Regions from separate parts of the Sus scrofa genome. Here all the other regions are linked to region 3. Evidence: chromatin contacts called from public targeted proximity ligation data. All regions are on one chromosome and are shown on one strand. The core of a region is the stretch at or near the end of the contact, and the rest is flanking DNA. Distances in the headings are between cores, read along the strand shown. Region 1 overlaps TTC7A (tetratricopeptide repeat protein 7A). Region 2 has its middle 79 kb from the start of EPCAM. Region 3 holds the start of CALM2 (calmodulin). Region 4 overlaps TTC7A (tetratricopeptide repeat protein 7A).

Region 1 (3,578 bases), core at 920-3,419, 130 kb after region 3:
CGTCTTTATTATCTTCCCATGGACTAACCCCTGCCTTGGAAGGGACACTTACGGCAGCTTTTCTCAGCTCTAAAAACCCATCATTTTTCCTTGGTTCTGTTTTTTCTCAGCTCTGAAAACCCATCATTTTTCCTTGGTTCTGGAGGAATACACCGACCCATGTCCCCTAATCTTTCAAGGTTTGCACTGACGCTCTACCTCATAATGAATTCATTCAATATGCTTTGACTTTGAAGCTTTAAAATTGAGAGCCCGCAAGCTTCTGCCTCCAGGATTAGCACCTCTTTGCTTCAAAGCCCTGCCCCACCTGCAGAACAGCCACCAGCACCCACAGCACACCCTTAGCTTTCCTGACAGATGTCTGAACCAGGGGCCTTCCGGCCCGGCTTCCTTCAGAGGCAGGTCACCTCCAGTTACCGCTGGACACAAATTCTTAATCTTGAAATATATGAACCAAACCCCACAGACCCATTCCAAACTCATTCCAGGGTGGAAGAATTTCCAGAAAGCAGGTACTTCAACGGAACAAATGTTTGCTCCAGCGCAGCATAAGACACCAAGAAGCAAACACCTTGGTCTTGGTCTATAATCTCTACCCAGGGAGCAGACCTGGGGACCTAAGACCACCCACTGCAGGGGCAGGGGCAGCCTTACTTAATGGGCATTAAAAAGCCTCCTGGATCCTTTCCCAGGGACTTGGGAATGGGCCACGCCTGCTTGAAAACCAAAGGCTCCGGGAACACAGTGCCTGCCTCCAGCAAATGTGGATCCTCCAGGAGGATCAGGAAGCAAAGGGCTAACCACTTTATTTATTTGTTTTTTTAGGGCTGCACCTGCAGCATATGGAAGTTCCCAGGCTAGGGGTCAAATGGGAGCTACAGCTGCCGGCCTATGCCACAGCCATAGCAACGCAGGAACCAAGTCGCATCTGTGACCTACGCCACAGTGCATGGCAGTGCTGGATCCTTAAGCCACTGAGTGGGGGCCAGGGATCAAACCCACACCTTCATGGACACTAGTTAGGTGGGTTACCTCTGAGCTACAAAGGGAACTCCCCCAAACCACTTTCAAACAAAGAATTCCTTTTGGAAAGCCTGCAAATAACTGTCTGTCCCCCCTTTCCATCTTCTTCCCCAAATCAAACCCCCTGGATCATCTACCCTCCTAGCTGGAGTGTAAGCAGAAGCCACAGAGAGAGTGAGGACACTAGCAGACTGCAGTGTCACACAGTGAGGTCACAGGAGGCTCCACAGAACAACCAGAGAAGGGACATGCTGAATGTCAACCCAGCTTAGCTGAGCAGGAGCTGACCTTTGGGGAAGAGTGGGCCAGTGCCCATGATTATGGCTGGCTTAACACTCCCATCAACCACATGCCCTGCAAGTTTACCCTGCGGCTCTTGTCCTCACCAGGGACTGTGGCAGCCAAAAATGTCTAATGAACCTGGCAAGGTGAAAAACTCTGTTTGTGCTAATACCTTTGATTCCAGCCCCCTCGCTGAAGCACTGGTATTTTAAGTGTCCTTTTGATCTATGGCAAGTCCCTAATAAGAACCATCCAGCAAACATGCCGAGTTTAAGGTGGAGATATTCACAGAAGCCCCAGGCCTCCGATCATTTCTGCACGACTGGACATTTAACACACGCAAACCTAAGAAAAAGGTGAGGCTGGCCAGGTAGGGAATCAGAGGGGAGCCCTTGAAGCTGACGTTGGCCTTAGCCGGATTCAGCCAAGGTCTGGCCCCAGCTAACACCTAGTCTGTCAACTCAAACATTTTCCAAAACAGCCCAGGTTTCCTGGGGGAGATGCTGTGACTGGTTCCATTTGTTTCTACGTGGCGAGCTCTGGCTTGTCAAGAGGGCCATATAGCTCCTGCTCTGGGGAGCGCTCCCTAGGGCTCCGACACCCCTTCCCCCAGGACCTTCCAAGTGTTCCAGGACCTGGGCTGGGCAGAAACTCCCAGGCAGAGTGGGAGGAGGTGGCCCTGCCACCGAGGGGAAGGGAAGGACAAACCAGTTGGCTCCTCTTCTGCCAACCAACCCATGGCCTGGGCTTTCAAAACCGGTCTGGCAGGCTGCCAGGCCCAGGGTGGGAGCAGTGACTGACGGACTGGTTATTGGAAAGCTCCCATCATTAGCCCAGGAATGTTGTTTGGTTACTATGGCGACCGTCCCCTGACAAGCGGCCTGACTAAAGCACAAGGAATCTGTTACCTAAAACCAGCACCCGACGGAGTCCGTGGCTTCGGGAACCAAGCTTATCAGCAGCCTGTTCCCCATGACCCTCCCAGCTGAGTCCCAATCCGGAGAAGCGACCCACACAGGCATCTCTGCGCTGGCTGCTGGACCTCTCCCATTCCGAGGCCTGATCTGGCTCGGAACCCAGCTCCAAACAGGGAGCCTGCTGCCCCCTTGAGGCCCCCTACACACCGGCCAGCGACAGCCCGGCCTGCCCATGTGTCCAGGGCTTCTTAGCCTGAAGCCCCTGGGATTTCAGGAAACTGCTTGGGTGTCTGGTCTCCCCCCACACACCCTGTGCCAGGTTCACGCTGTCCCCACAGGGCATTGTTCTCTGCCTTATCACGTTCCTGCCTTTTGAAACGCAAGCTCTGTTAACGAACAGCCGCCCCGCCGCACGGAAACTGAGATCCTCTTTGCTTTGCCTTCTAATCCCTGAATTCAGGAGGGTTTTCAAAAGTCAACTCCACGAAAGCTGGGTTTTTCTCCCGGAGGCTTAAGTCTCCCTGTAGGAATGGTGACCTCTTGGGCAGCTACGGAGTCCGAACACCTTATCACAGCAGCCCGCTCCCCACCGCCTGGCCCATGGCCTGCACTGCCTCCCTCACAACCCAGATCACAGCCTTACACTGTTTGTGGACCATCTTCCAGACCCGCACCCCCACCCCCACCCGCCCCGCTGTCCTTGAACCCAGTAGCAAAACCGCTTGTGCAATCTTTTCTTATCTGAGTCTCACAAGACCTTGGAGGTAGAGGGAGGTCGGACAGATGGGAGCCTTTAAGCAGAGGAGAGGATGGAGGCACGTGAAGGAGGGGCAAGCTGGAGGTGGCACAGGCAGGGACCTGCTATGGCTCCCACGTGGGGACAGGCTCACGAGGACAGGGGTCTGTGCCACCCACCAGCATCGCCTGTGCCAGGCCTCCTCCACCCCTGACACCACCCTGCCAGCCTCTCCTTCACTAAGGCAGCCTGTGCAGAAAGGAAGCGCCTCAACAGGTCCCAGCCACCTGACACAGCCATCGGCAGGGCACTGGGTGGCAGACAGACCCAGACCACAGGCCTTTAAGTGCTTAGAATACAGACCTTGTTGGGGATGCTGAGGTCAGGGCGAAGGGGATTGATTTTTTTTTTTCCCCTTTGGCCGCAGTGATATTTATGGGGTGAGAGGTTTAATTAACTGCCGTGGCAACAGCTGGAGCCACACACAGCGTGTTCCCAATGCAGGGAGCAGCTGGAGTGGCAGGATGCAGTTTCAATTGAAGAGCAATGACATTCTTCAGTGATCCCTGACCGGTAATGGACTCAATGACATTTCCTGCTAATCCATGGGTTTCATCTGT
Region 2 (3,381 bases), core at 713-3,212, 110 kb before region 3:
TATGTGCCAGGTTGTTTTCTAGGTGCTGGACAGGGAACAAAATAGATAAAGTTCTCTGTTTCCATGGAGCTTACCTTCTTGTTGGGGAGGCAGACAACATACAGAAATAAATACTATGTCGTGTTGTGATAAGTGCTAGAAGAAAAGCTAAGGGGGCTAAGGGCACAGAGGATGGTGGAGGTATTATTTTAGACAGGATGGTCGGGGAAAGCCTCTCGCCATAAGGTGGCATTTAAATAGAGACCTTCAGGAGTTCCCATCATGGCTCAGTGGTTAACGAATCTGAATAGGAACCATGAGGTTGCGGGTTCGATCCCTGGCCTTGCTCAGTGGGTTAAGGATCTGGCGCTGCTGTGAGCTGAGGTGTGGGTCGCAGATGCAGCTCGGATCCCGTGTTGCTGTGGCTCTGGTGTAGGCCGGTGGCTGCAGCTCCGATTCGACCCCTAGCCTGGGAACCTCCATATGCCACCGGAGCAGCCCAAGAAATGGCAAAAAGACAAATAAATAAATAAATAAACAAAGAGAGACCTGCAGGAGGTGAGGGAGTGGGTCACGTAGCAATCTGGGGAACCAGCATTCCAGGGAGAGGAAATAGCCAAGTGTCAAAATGCAGGGTGAATAGGCAAGTGTCAAAAAGGGTGAGAGTGTGTCTGATGAGTTTAAGGGACAGCAGCAAAGAGGCCAATATGGCCGTAGTGGCAAGTGAGGGGAAGAGCTGTTAGGAGAGGAGCTCTGAGAAATTAGTAAGCAAAAAAAAAATTATATATATATACATATATACACACACACATATATGTCACAGGTGTGGCCCCGAAAAGCAAAAGAAAGAAAGAAAGAAAGAAAGAAAGAAAGAAAGAAAGAAAGAAAGAAAGAAAGAAAGAAAGAAAGAAAGAAAGAAATTAGTAAGCAGCGGGGCCCAGAGCACCTTGAACCTTCAAGCCAGGATGGAAGCTTCAGTTTTTACCCCAAGGGAGATGGGGAGCTATTGCAAGGATTTGAGAAGAGAGACCATCTAACTTAAATTTATGAGCATTCATGATCTTATGGGACTCCTGGCTACTCTCTGGAAAACAGACTGTCCATGGTGGATGCTCATGAAGGCCATATGTAACATGGGACCAGATGCAAATGGTCCTTGAGGACAGCATGAGCTTATCCTTGATTGGTCAGGAAATCGGCTCGTTTGTTCTCTTTAGATTATATTCTTCTTCTCCTTTAGAGAAGTGCCACAGCTGATGAGGGTTTTCTGGCCCTAATCATTGAATGAGCCTGGAGAAACCAGACAGAACTCATGGGAAATAAACCAAGAAGGTGGCCTGCTCAACTGAAAGATACCAACTTTGCCTGTAACCATATATACCCCTAAAAGTCAAGGCAGACTTCCTGGAGGAGGGGGCCTCAACTATCCAGCGATTAATAAAAGGCAAAGCATGGCAGGAGAAACTAGCCTTTCACAGTCCCAGCACTGCCGCAATACGACTGCTGGCTCTGAGTCACCTTCAGGATGGCCCTGGCAAATGAGCACTAATAAAAAGCTTGGCTGAGACAAGGAATCAACGACTTTGACTACCTCCTCCTTCCAAGACCCTCCCCAGGCATATCTGGTAAATCCTCAGCGTTAAACTATCCAATAAAAGTTGCGGATGTCAGCACTCCACCCCTCCAAAGAATGGAATCTCTAACGGTAGAATTTCAAGCACCTGGTAAGGCCAGCTCCTAACATTCTTTAGGCTAGGGCACTTCCGGGAGCGCCTCTATTTCTATGACAAAAAAGGCTCCGCTTCCCACCTTCTTTTTCCAGGAAGGAGCGCAGAGACTGCAGACACGCGGAGAGAGGCCTGAGCGGGCGGCGAGGTTCCCGGGGTGTGCCAGCCGCCCGCGGGGTCCGGGTCCCCGCACGCAGGGGCGGCGGCCGCGCGTGCAGCGGAGGCCGGCGCTCGGCAGGGGGCGCATAGGACCCGCTCGGCGCGCCGGAGTCTGGCCTCCCCCTCCTCCCTCGTGGTCGATTCCGCTCCCCATAGCCCACAGCCCCACCGCCCAAGCGCTCGCCCAGCCTCTGGGCGTGTGCAGGCGTCCTAGGGAAGCGCCTTCCCAGGCCATCCTTCAGCCATCCTCTGCTCCCTTCCCCCGCCGCCCAGCCCTGTTTCCGGTTGTACCACCCCCTCCATAGGCCAACCCCCTTTTCCCGCAATTCCTTCTTTTCCAGGTGTGGCCGGCGCGGGCGCGGAGGTCTGGCTAGGCTGTGACCGGAGGACTTGGGCCTGGGAGTAGAGGTTTTGTGGAAAGAAGCTGCAGGTGACAGATCAGAGCCAACTTCCCCCCACACCCGGTCCTCGCCCTTGACCCGCTTGGCCCCAAATCTTGGGGCTGGGCGCTTGAGCCAAGAGTAGTGTCCTGGGCCTGGGAAAGGAGGGAAGGTGTCTGTTCTCTTTACCTGTTTGTCTGTGCGGGGCCTGGTTGGGACCAGTCAATATTTGAATGAATGAAAAAGAAAGAAATGGATTTTGTTATTCTTACCAGTTATTTTTATTATGCTATATAAAATATTTAATGGTATATAAGGCTTTCTTCTTTATAAATTTTAGTTGCATAATACACACAATTTTAATATAATGCTAATTTTTAAAGAAAAATTGAAATGTAATAGATAATACTAAATAATAAACATGAAAGCCATACAAAATGGGATAAAGTATAGAATAAATTTCCTATTTGTCTCAGCATATTTTCCATTCCACTTCTCCATAGGGAGTCACTTAATATGTTTCTTAAGATCCATGATATAATAATCAGTGTGAATGTAATTGTTTAAATATATGTATTTTATTCTGTAAAAAAAAAAAAAAAAAGAAAAAAAGAAAGAAAGAAAGAAAGAAATGGAAAGTCAGTCTCTCTGCCCAAGACTTGGCTCTGGCTGGCTCTGGGCTGGCACATGACCTCTCAGCAAGATTGACCACTTACCTTGTTCCTTACCTGTCTGTCTCCCCAAGACTATCTTTCCACACCTCACAGCATTCATTTCACCTCCCTTTGCTGCTCAAATACCCTCACTAGCCTCTGATCCAAATTTCTTCTCCTCTTGAATTCAAAGCTTCTACAGTCTTGCCACACAACATACTTAGGATGCATGTATGCGCTTCTGCTTGAATCTGCTCTCCAGCTACACTAAATCTACTCATGTTTTTCTGAACCTAACTTGACCTGGTTTTCCTCTTAGGAGTGGCCCTTCCCCTTTGCCCCTATGGCAACACCATTTCCATTGCCTCCAAATCTTTCTCTTCCTTCAGGGTCCTGCCTCAAACTCTATTCCTTTCGTTCACGAAGCAGTCCCTCACTTTTTCAGCCCAGAGTAAGTTTTCTCAGCTCTGTCCTCCTATATAG
Region 3 (3,794 bases), core at 95-2,594:
GCCCCTGACAACCATTCTTCTGTTTCTGTGATTTTGACTATTCTAAGTACCTCATATAAATGGCATCATACGGTATTTTTCTTTTTTGTGACTTACTTCACTTAATATCCTCAAGGTTCATCCATGTTATGGTATATTGCAGAATTTTTCTGGCTGAATAATATTCCATTGCTGTAGCCACAGATGTTACCACACTTTGCTTATCCTTTCATCCAGTGATGGACATTTGGGTTGCTTCCACATTTTAGCTATCGTGAATAATGCTATGAAACATGGGTGTACCAATAGCTTTCAAGATTCTGCTTTCCGTTTTTTTGGGTATATATACCAAGAAGTAGAGTTGCTGGATCATATGGTAATTCTATTTTTAACTTTTTAAGGAACTGCCATATCCTTTTCCACAGTGGCTGTACCATTTTACATTCCCACCAACAGTGCAAAAGGGTGCCAATTCCAAAGAGCTAACTTTTATGTGGATTTAAAAATGCTCACTTAAATGAGAGGTTAGAGACTCAAAAGGGCAAATTCACTATGAAATTCACCAAGACCATATATATTATGGCTTTATTACAATTAAACCAACCCTGTGCCAGGTTCTTTAACATTTTATCTGAACGCTAATCTGTATATGATTTTAATTCTTACAGTAATCTTTCAAGTAGGTATTATAACCTCTATTTTATAAATGAAGCTAAAGATTAAATGACCCATCCAAGGTTATACCTCTAAGTGGCTAAAACAATACTCATAACGAAGGTCTCACTCCAAGTCAGAACCCTATTATTCCACAATATCAAGGGGTTATTGAGAGTGACTAGTTTCACAGAATCTCGGATGCTGTTGTTTCTGAGTGACTTTTTTTTTTTTTTTTTCTGGTAAATTACCCCTGATACTGAAGGAAAGTATACACGGAAGATTCTTTCAGATTAATCAGCTGAGCAGCTGCGTTCGGCCTTACCCACATTTTCATGGGTTTGACACGGAATGTGGCCTCCATGAGGCCCAAATACAAGGCTGAGGAGGTGGGCGCGGGGTACGGGTTTCCCTGGGTCTTGTAGCTTCATTCTTTATTGGCTTAGGGTGTTTTCGTAGACCCCTACACAAGGGGCGGGAATGTGTGTGACTGCGGCGGGGAAGGATGGGCGGAGGAGGAAGACTATCCAGCCAAGCGCAAGGGAGACGACTCCGCCGCCTGGCGCAGTTGCCAGGACAGCGCGGCCTGAGCAGCAACGGCAGCAGCCACACCGCGTCCCGGCGGCGGCAGCGAGCCCTAGTGACGCATTGCAGGTACGAACCAGCCAATCAGAGACCGGTTCAACGACCATCGGGGTGCAGGTCGCCACCACTATGCTCTTCCGCGCCGCAAAGTAGTGCCCTTAGGCTCGACTCCACCAGCCCTTCAACGGCTCGCGAGGGAATGAAACCCATTTACGTCATCTGTTCGCCCCTTCCCTTTATCTCCTGAATCCTCGACCACATAACTGTGGATAAAGTGGTCTCGAGAGAAGTTGGAGGGGAGGGGGTTGGCCGGGACTCGTTTGTGATGTTCCGTTATCTGGTGTGCGGCGGAGGGATTTGGCGGAGGGAGGTGTTTATGAGGCGCTGGGGGCGGAGGAGGAGAATTAGTCCGAGTGGAGCGAGCGAGCTGAGTGGTTGTGTGGTCGCGTCCCGGAGACCGGTAGCGCTTGCAGCATGGTGAGTGCGTCGCTAATCTGCCGGCGCTCGACCTGTGGGGGAAGAGGCCGAAGCGAATTGACGAAAGCAGGGGAACTCGCTTCCTAACACTCTCCAGGGATGGTCTTCTCCAGGGGGATGGCGCGCTAGAGGCTGGGGGCGCCGGCGGCGGTTGTGTCGCAGGTGCTACCCCACCCCCATTTTCTTCAGGGAGGTGTCCCCTGGTGTGCTGGGGTCCAGGCCTACTGCCCCCGGGGCCGCGGAACTCCTCAGGGGCTGGCCTGGACGAGGATGGAGCCGGGGCTGGGGGCAGCCCGGCACCCAGGGGGAGGCGAGAGCGGGAGGGTGGGGGTTGCGGGAACACAGAAGCCTTGAGTCGGGCATCTTGAAAGGTCAGCCCGGGGCCGGATTCAAAAGCCCAACGGACGGTTGCTGCGGGCGCCAGGAAGCGTCTTTGTCCGCTTGCGGCCGCCATGCGCCGAGGGGGCGGGCGGGAGCGCGCGAGGCCCGGGGCGAGCGCCCGCGCCGACGTTAGCCCGCGGCCCCCGCGTGCCGGGCCGGGAGGGGCGGGGGGCGAGCGAGCGGGCGGGCGGGCCGTGTGGGCCGAGCCCGCGCGGCGCGGGGAGCGGCCGGGGGCGGGGCTGCGGGCGCGGGGCTGGAGCCGCAAGCCACCGCCCGCTCGCCCGCCCGGCTCGGCTCAGCTCGCGCCCCAGCTGCTGCGCTGGCACCTGCAGGGCTGCGGAGGTCCGGGCTGCCCGCGGTGCTGCGGGGCAGGCGGGTCGGGCAGGAGTGGGGGAGGGAGAGCTTGGCGGTTTCCCTCCCCGCTGGCAGCGCGAAGGAAGCTTGTTGAATCTTGATCTTCCTACTCCATCTGGGCCCTGGGGCCTAATTCCACCCCCCGACTGGACACTTAAAAAAAAAAATTTTTTTTTAAGCGGTGCTGTCGTTGAAGAAACGGCTTTATTAAGTCAGGCGCAGCTTTGCACTGCGTATCTTGTTAGAGAAAGCCGGAGACTCCAGCCAAGGTCTATAAGACGTTTCCCAGTCACCTACCTAAAGCCAGCCCCGGGGTGACTGCTGTTCGGTTGTGAACGTCTGGTCTTATCCTTCTGTGACAATTGGAAGGGTGCCTTTGAGAAGGGTCCCCGTCCTCTTCTGGAGTACTCACGTGCACGCCGAAGTGTTACCGCACACGGTATTGCCCCGCTCTAACCTTCATGAAAGTAACTTGTATTTTCGTAGAGAAAGTGCCATATCATCTTAACGTTCGGTTTAATTCATTTGTACAGTAATGGCTGTGAAAGACTGTCGTGATAGAAGAGTATTATTGGGGGGTAGGGAATTTTTAAGAAGCATTTTCTTGTCACTGGTCTTGCCTGGCTTTTTTTTTTTTTTTTTTTTTTTTAAGTGAAGGCTGTAATTTGCAATACTTATTTTGTGGTTCCTTCTGCCAAGTGGTTACAGGCGATGGGTGTGTCCAGAAGGCAAGGTGACATCTTAAACAGGAGTTGGGAATCTTTGCCAACTGAAACCCAGGCTGTATATGGGTGTGGGGAGAGGAATTCACATTTGTTTGACGTACTCGTTCCATCTTGATATCTTAAATTATTTTATTCTAACTTTGAATATGCTGGTTGAGTTTATCTTTTAGGTGAAACAGGGTGTACACTATAGGCATGTATAAGATTCTAAATTGAGTAATTAAAATTTCTTAAATGAAAATGAAGGTTTCTCAAGAGCTTAAATGGGTTTTCTTGGCGAGGCATAGAATTTGTATCTGCCCTTTCGTGGACTTTTGCCAATGGTAAGCTTTTGTAGTTAATGTTTGCATCATTGATGTTTTTTGGGGGGGGGTTAGTTAAATTGATAGTCATTGTTAACAAATTTGAAAATTGTTTTCAGGTAACTTCATAATTAGAAGATCTGACAGTTTAAAATTAAGACTTCATTAGGTCAGAGATGTGGAAGTGGAATAAGTTTGTATCACATGGCTCTTGGGTTTACATACACATCCTGAGTTGCTACATGCTCACTGAAAGGGGAATTATTTTAAGAAGATAGGAAATTTTGTCACTTGAGTCTAGATAAATAATCATTCCATGGAAAAACAGTAAGATTTG
Region 4 (3,327 bases), core at 608-3,107, 90 kb after region 3:
GAAGGAGGGCTGCAGCCAGCAGAAGTGTCCCCTAGAGCTGTATTTCCCTGAGGCCCTGCACCTCCCCTGACCCGGGCTCTAGCGGCCTGCCTGTCACCCGCCCTCCCTTCCGGCTGCTGCCACGTGGCATCAGAGTTCTCGGGGGATGATGGAGAAGGGCAGCACTGGGCTGCTGGCCTCCAGCTCGAGGGCGGTGAGGAAGCAGTCGGTGGCAGCCTCGCTCTGGCCCTGGGCCTGCAGCACCTCGCCCAGGCCCTGCCAGGCCTCGTGGCAGGTGCTCTGCCTCTCCACGGCGTCCCGCAGCACCTTCTGGGCCAGGCTCTTACGGCCCAGCCGACTCAGCATCAGCCCCTGGGGAGCAAGCACAGGGTGGGGTGAGTGAGGCTGTCCCTGGGCCGGGGGTGTCCAATGGGCTAAGAAGCAGAAGCACGTGTGGCCACGAGCCAGGGTGGGCCCGCCTCTCAGGCTTGGGGATGTCAAGTGACAGGTCGTGACCCACGTGAGTCCTGTCTGTCTGTCCCAGCCTGGCTTCCATCCAGCCCGGCCTCCTGGGTCACCTGCAGTGGGAACTCTGCCCCTCCTGGCCCCAGGGGATGGGCTTTCAACTCAGCAGACCTGGCTTTGGGTCTCCCCAGTACAGCTGCGGGACTCTGGGCACGTCACCGCTCTCTGGCCCTTGGGTTCCTCATTTGTAAATGCGAAGGACCACCGTGCCCACCTTTAGGGTTGTGACGTTTACACGACAGTACAGGCAAAGCACTTGAATGATGCCTGGCATGTGTGAACTCGAAGTCATGGGTGTGGACCCTGAGTCCCTGTGCTGCACTGTGGCACCGCCCTTCTCCCCAAGGCACACTCGAGACCGAGGAGGGTACACTCCAGGCTTGAGGGTGGAGGGACAGGTCCTGTGCCTACAGCAGTGGCCTGTCCTCCTGGGACTTAAAACCCAGCCCAGCCTGGCCTGGCAGGCGAGGGGTGCAGGAAGAGAGTCAGATGGCCAGAGACAGGGACGGATGGATGCTGGGTGAGGGGAGGGCCTCTGCGGAGGGGTCAGGACCACCCAGGAGGCTTGGCCCTGCTGTTTGGCTCCAACGACCCTGAGCAATAGAGGAAGTGATGGGACTGGTCCCAAAAGGGTTGGGAAGTGAAACTGGCACCCTGTTCCTTGATGTCCCCGTCCACCCACACTGAGGAGGATGTGGGGAGGTGGGGGGCCAGGGTCCTCATGTGACCTCCAGTCCCAGAAAGGTTGCTTTGCACCAACCCATCCAAGTGTGTTCCAGCCCTCAAAGGTGTCACAGAGCAGCACACAGCGCCGGGGGCCAGCCTCTCGTTCAAAGCCATAGATAAAGCCTGAACCACACTGGCTTCCTGGACAGGCGGGGGCTGAGGAGCTGCCTTCTATGTGCCTGGAGCCCCCTCGCGGGTGCCCGCCCACGGATGGCCATGTACATTTTTAGCTGGAACATTTTCCTCCCGCCGCACTCCCCAGAGTTAGGCCCTCCGTTGCTATGGAGACCCACTGGGGAAGATGCACATGGCTGATTTCATAAAGTCCTCTGAGGGCCTGGAACACGACCAATTAGGCAAGAGTAAAAGATGGGGCTCAGGAAGCCCTAGAAAAGCCCCTCTCTCCCTCTCTGGAGGTGCCGGCTGGCTGTCTTGGTGGCCAGGGGGCCGGGCAGGGAAGGGGAGCTGTTCGAGGCAGGGCCAAGCCGTCCTCAGGGAACCGCAGGGATGGGGGCGCACAGGGGAACCAGGGGCAGGGTGGAGGCTGAGGCACAGCCCCTGGATCTGGCCAGAGAGGAGCGGTGCTGACTCAGGGCTGCCCGGGACCGGAGGGCAGTGCCCAGCCTGACCGGCAGGGCTCCAGGCCAAGCTGTTCTGCCCGCATGGCCTGGGAGCTGGACCCTGAGCAGCTCATGATGGAACAGGGCCCACAGGGAGGAGGGCAGGAAGGCGAGACGACAGGCCGCCAGACACCACAATTAAGCACCAAAAATGGAAGGTTTGAGCCCTGTGAGTGCTGCCCATGGGGGAGCAACGAGGACGGACAGAGAAGGCCAGCAGCACCTCCCAGAGCGGGGGTGGGGCCCTGTGGTTTTTACACACCAAGTTTTCTCTATTGAGCTTCCATGGGAGACTTTGTTTGAAAAGTGGGCTCTACAGCTAAAAAATGAGTTTAAAAACCCCTGATCTTGAGAAGTGTGTAGGTGTTTGGGAAGGGGCCCAGATGCATCTGCAGCCTGAACAGGGCACAGGTATGTTTGGGGTGGGACGGAGGGTTGGTTTTCCTCGCGGTGCTGAAGGTTTTGGGGAGGCTTCTCTGTGTGTCCTGTGTAGAGGGACAAAGCCCAGGGCTGCAGAGCTGGAAGACCTGGCCGGGCTGGACTCCCAGCTCTGTCTCTGACAAGGGCCGTGACCGTGGGCAAGTGGCCCATTTTCTCGGAGCCACTGTTTCCTCATCTGTAATCTGGGGCAGCGAACAGTCCTCCTTTGTAGGCTACTGTGGGGATTCTGCAAGGATGGATTTGAAACTGGGTAGCAAGGCGCAGGTTGGGGCTGACAGCAAATGGAAGTGTCCCCAAGCTGAACAGAGGGTCAGGGTGGCGGGAAGGGGGGACAAGGAGGGTGCAGAAGAGCAGATTCCTTTAGAGGGCAAGGCTCCCCCTGGGGTTGGATCACGTCCCCCCCTCCCAACCCTGGGGTGCTGACCTTAGCGCCTGAAAGGAGACACCGGGGTCAGGCTGGGGCCTGGAGGCCCAGGGCCTGTAACAGGATCTGCGGCCACCTGCCCGAGACACCAGCCTGTTCAGTTCATGTTTGGTAGCAACTCGAGCTGTTTGCTGCCTGACAACTGGGCGGGGCCCCGCCCCAGGAAGATGCGAGGTCTCACCTGCTCTGCCCCCAGCTTGGCACTGGGCCGAGGGCCCACGGTCCGGCACCCTCTTGGCACCCTGACCCCCAGCTGCCCTGAGAACAGGTCTCCAGGGAGAAGGTGGGAACCCAGAACCGGCATCTCGATTGCATCCCAATGTCCCTGCTGACCCCTCCCGACCCTGTGCTGAGAGAGGAGACCAGACCTGCTGAGTGACTTTCAGCTTCTGACACTTGACCTGGGAGATGGCACGGCTGTGCCTCCCACGCCGGGATGGGAACGACGTGCATGCTGCTCAGGGTGACGGAGCATCACGCCTATAACGGGCGCCGCTCAGGGAGGGCAGGGCCACGGAGTTCCCAGGCCTTCCCGCCCTCATCATTCCCTCTTTCCTCCCTTCCTGGATCTCCGCGATGGCAGAGCCTCTGGCCACCGCTCCTCTACCTGGG

Evidence for each region.
Region 1: a contact with region 3 is called in a targeted proximity ligation map of skeletal muscle. A contact is called at or near these places in 1 of 5 promoter capture datasets (liver), 10 of 47 Hi-C or Micro-C datasets (embryonic fibroblasts, fibroblasts, liver and 4 more) and 2 of 2 datasets of targeted methods (alveolar macrophages and skeletal muscle).
Region 2: a targeted proximity ligation map of skeletal muscle shows a contact between it and region 3. A contact is called at or near these places in 2 of 5 promoter capture datasets (fetal liver and liver), 14 of 47 Hi-C or Micro-C datasets (adipocytes, brain, embryonic fibroblasts and 10 more) and 2 of 2 datasets of targeted methods (alveolar macrophages and skeletal muscle).
Region 4: a contact with region 3 is called in a targeted proximity ligation map of skeletal muscle. A contact is called at or near these places in 1 of 5 promoter capture datasets (liver), 8 of 47 Hi-C or Micro-C datasets (brain, embryonic fibroblasts, fetal heart ventricle and 2 more) and 1 of 2 datasets of targeted methods (skeletal muscle).

Annotation. Positions count from the first base shown.
Region 1 is chr3:93,494,657-93,498,234 of Sscrofa11.1, forward strand. All of the region lies in intron 15 of TTC7A (tetratricopeptide repeat protein 7A), which reads right to left. Among named protein-coding and RNA genes, the nearest start is that of TTC7A, 96 kb to the right of the region's middle.
Region 2 is chr3:93,262,474-93,265,854 of Sscrofa11.1, forward strand. No RefSeq gene overlaps it. Among named protein-coding and RNA genes, the nearest start is that of EPCAM, 79 kb to the left of the region's middle.
Region 3 is chr3:93,370,421-93,374,214 of Sscrofa11.1, forward strand. CALM2 (calmodulin) reads left to right here and starts at 1,345. Exons shown (of 6, transcript XM_003125163.4): 1 at 1,345-1,695. The coding sequence starts at 1,693.
Region 4 is chr3:93,459,499-93,462,825 of Sscrofa11.1, forward strand. It overlaps TTC7A (tetratricopeptide repeat protein 7A), which reads right to left. Exons shown (of 20, transcript XM_021087552.1): 20 at 1-351. The coding sequence ends at 130. Among named protein-coding and RNA genes, the nearest start is that of STPG4, 75 kb to the left of the region's middle.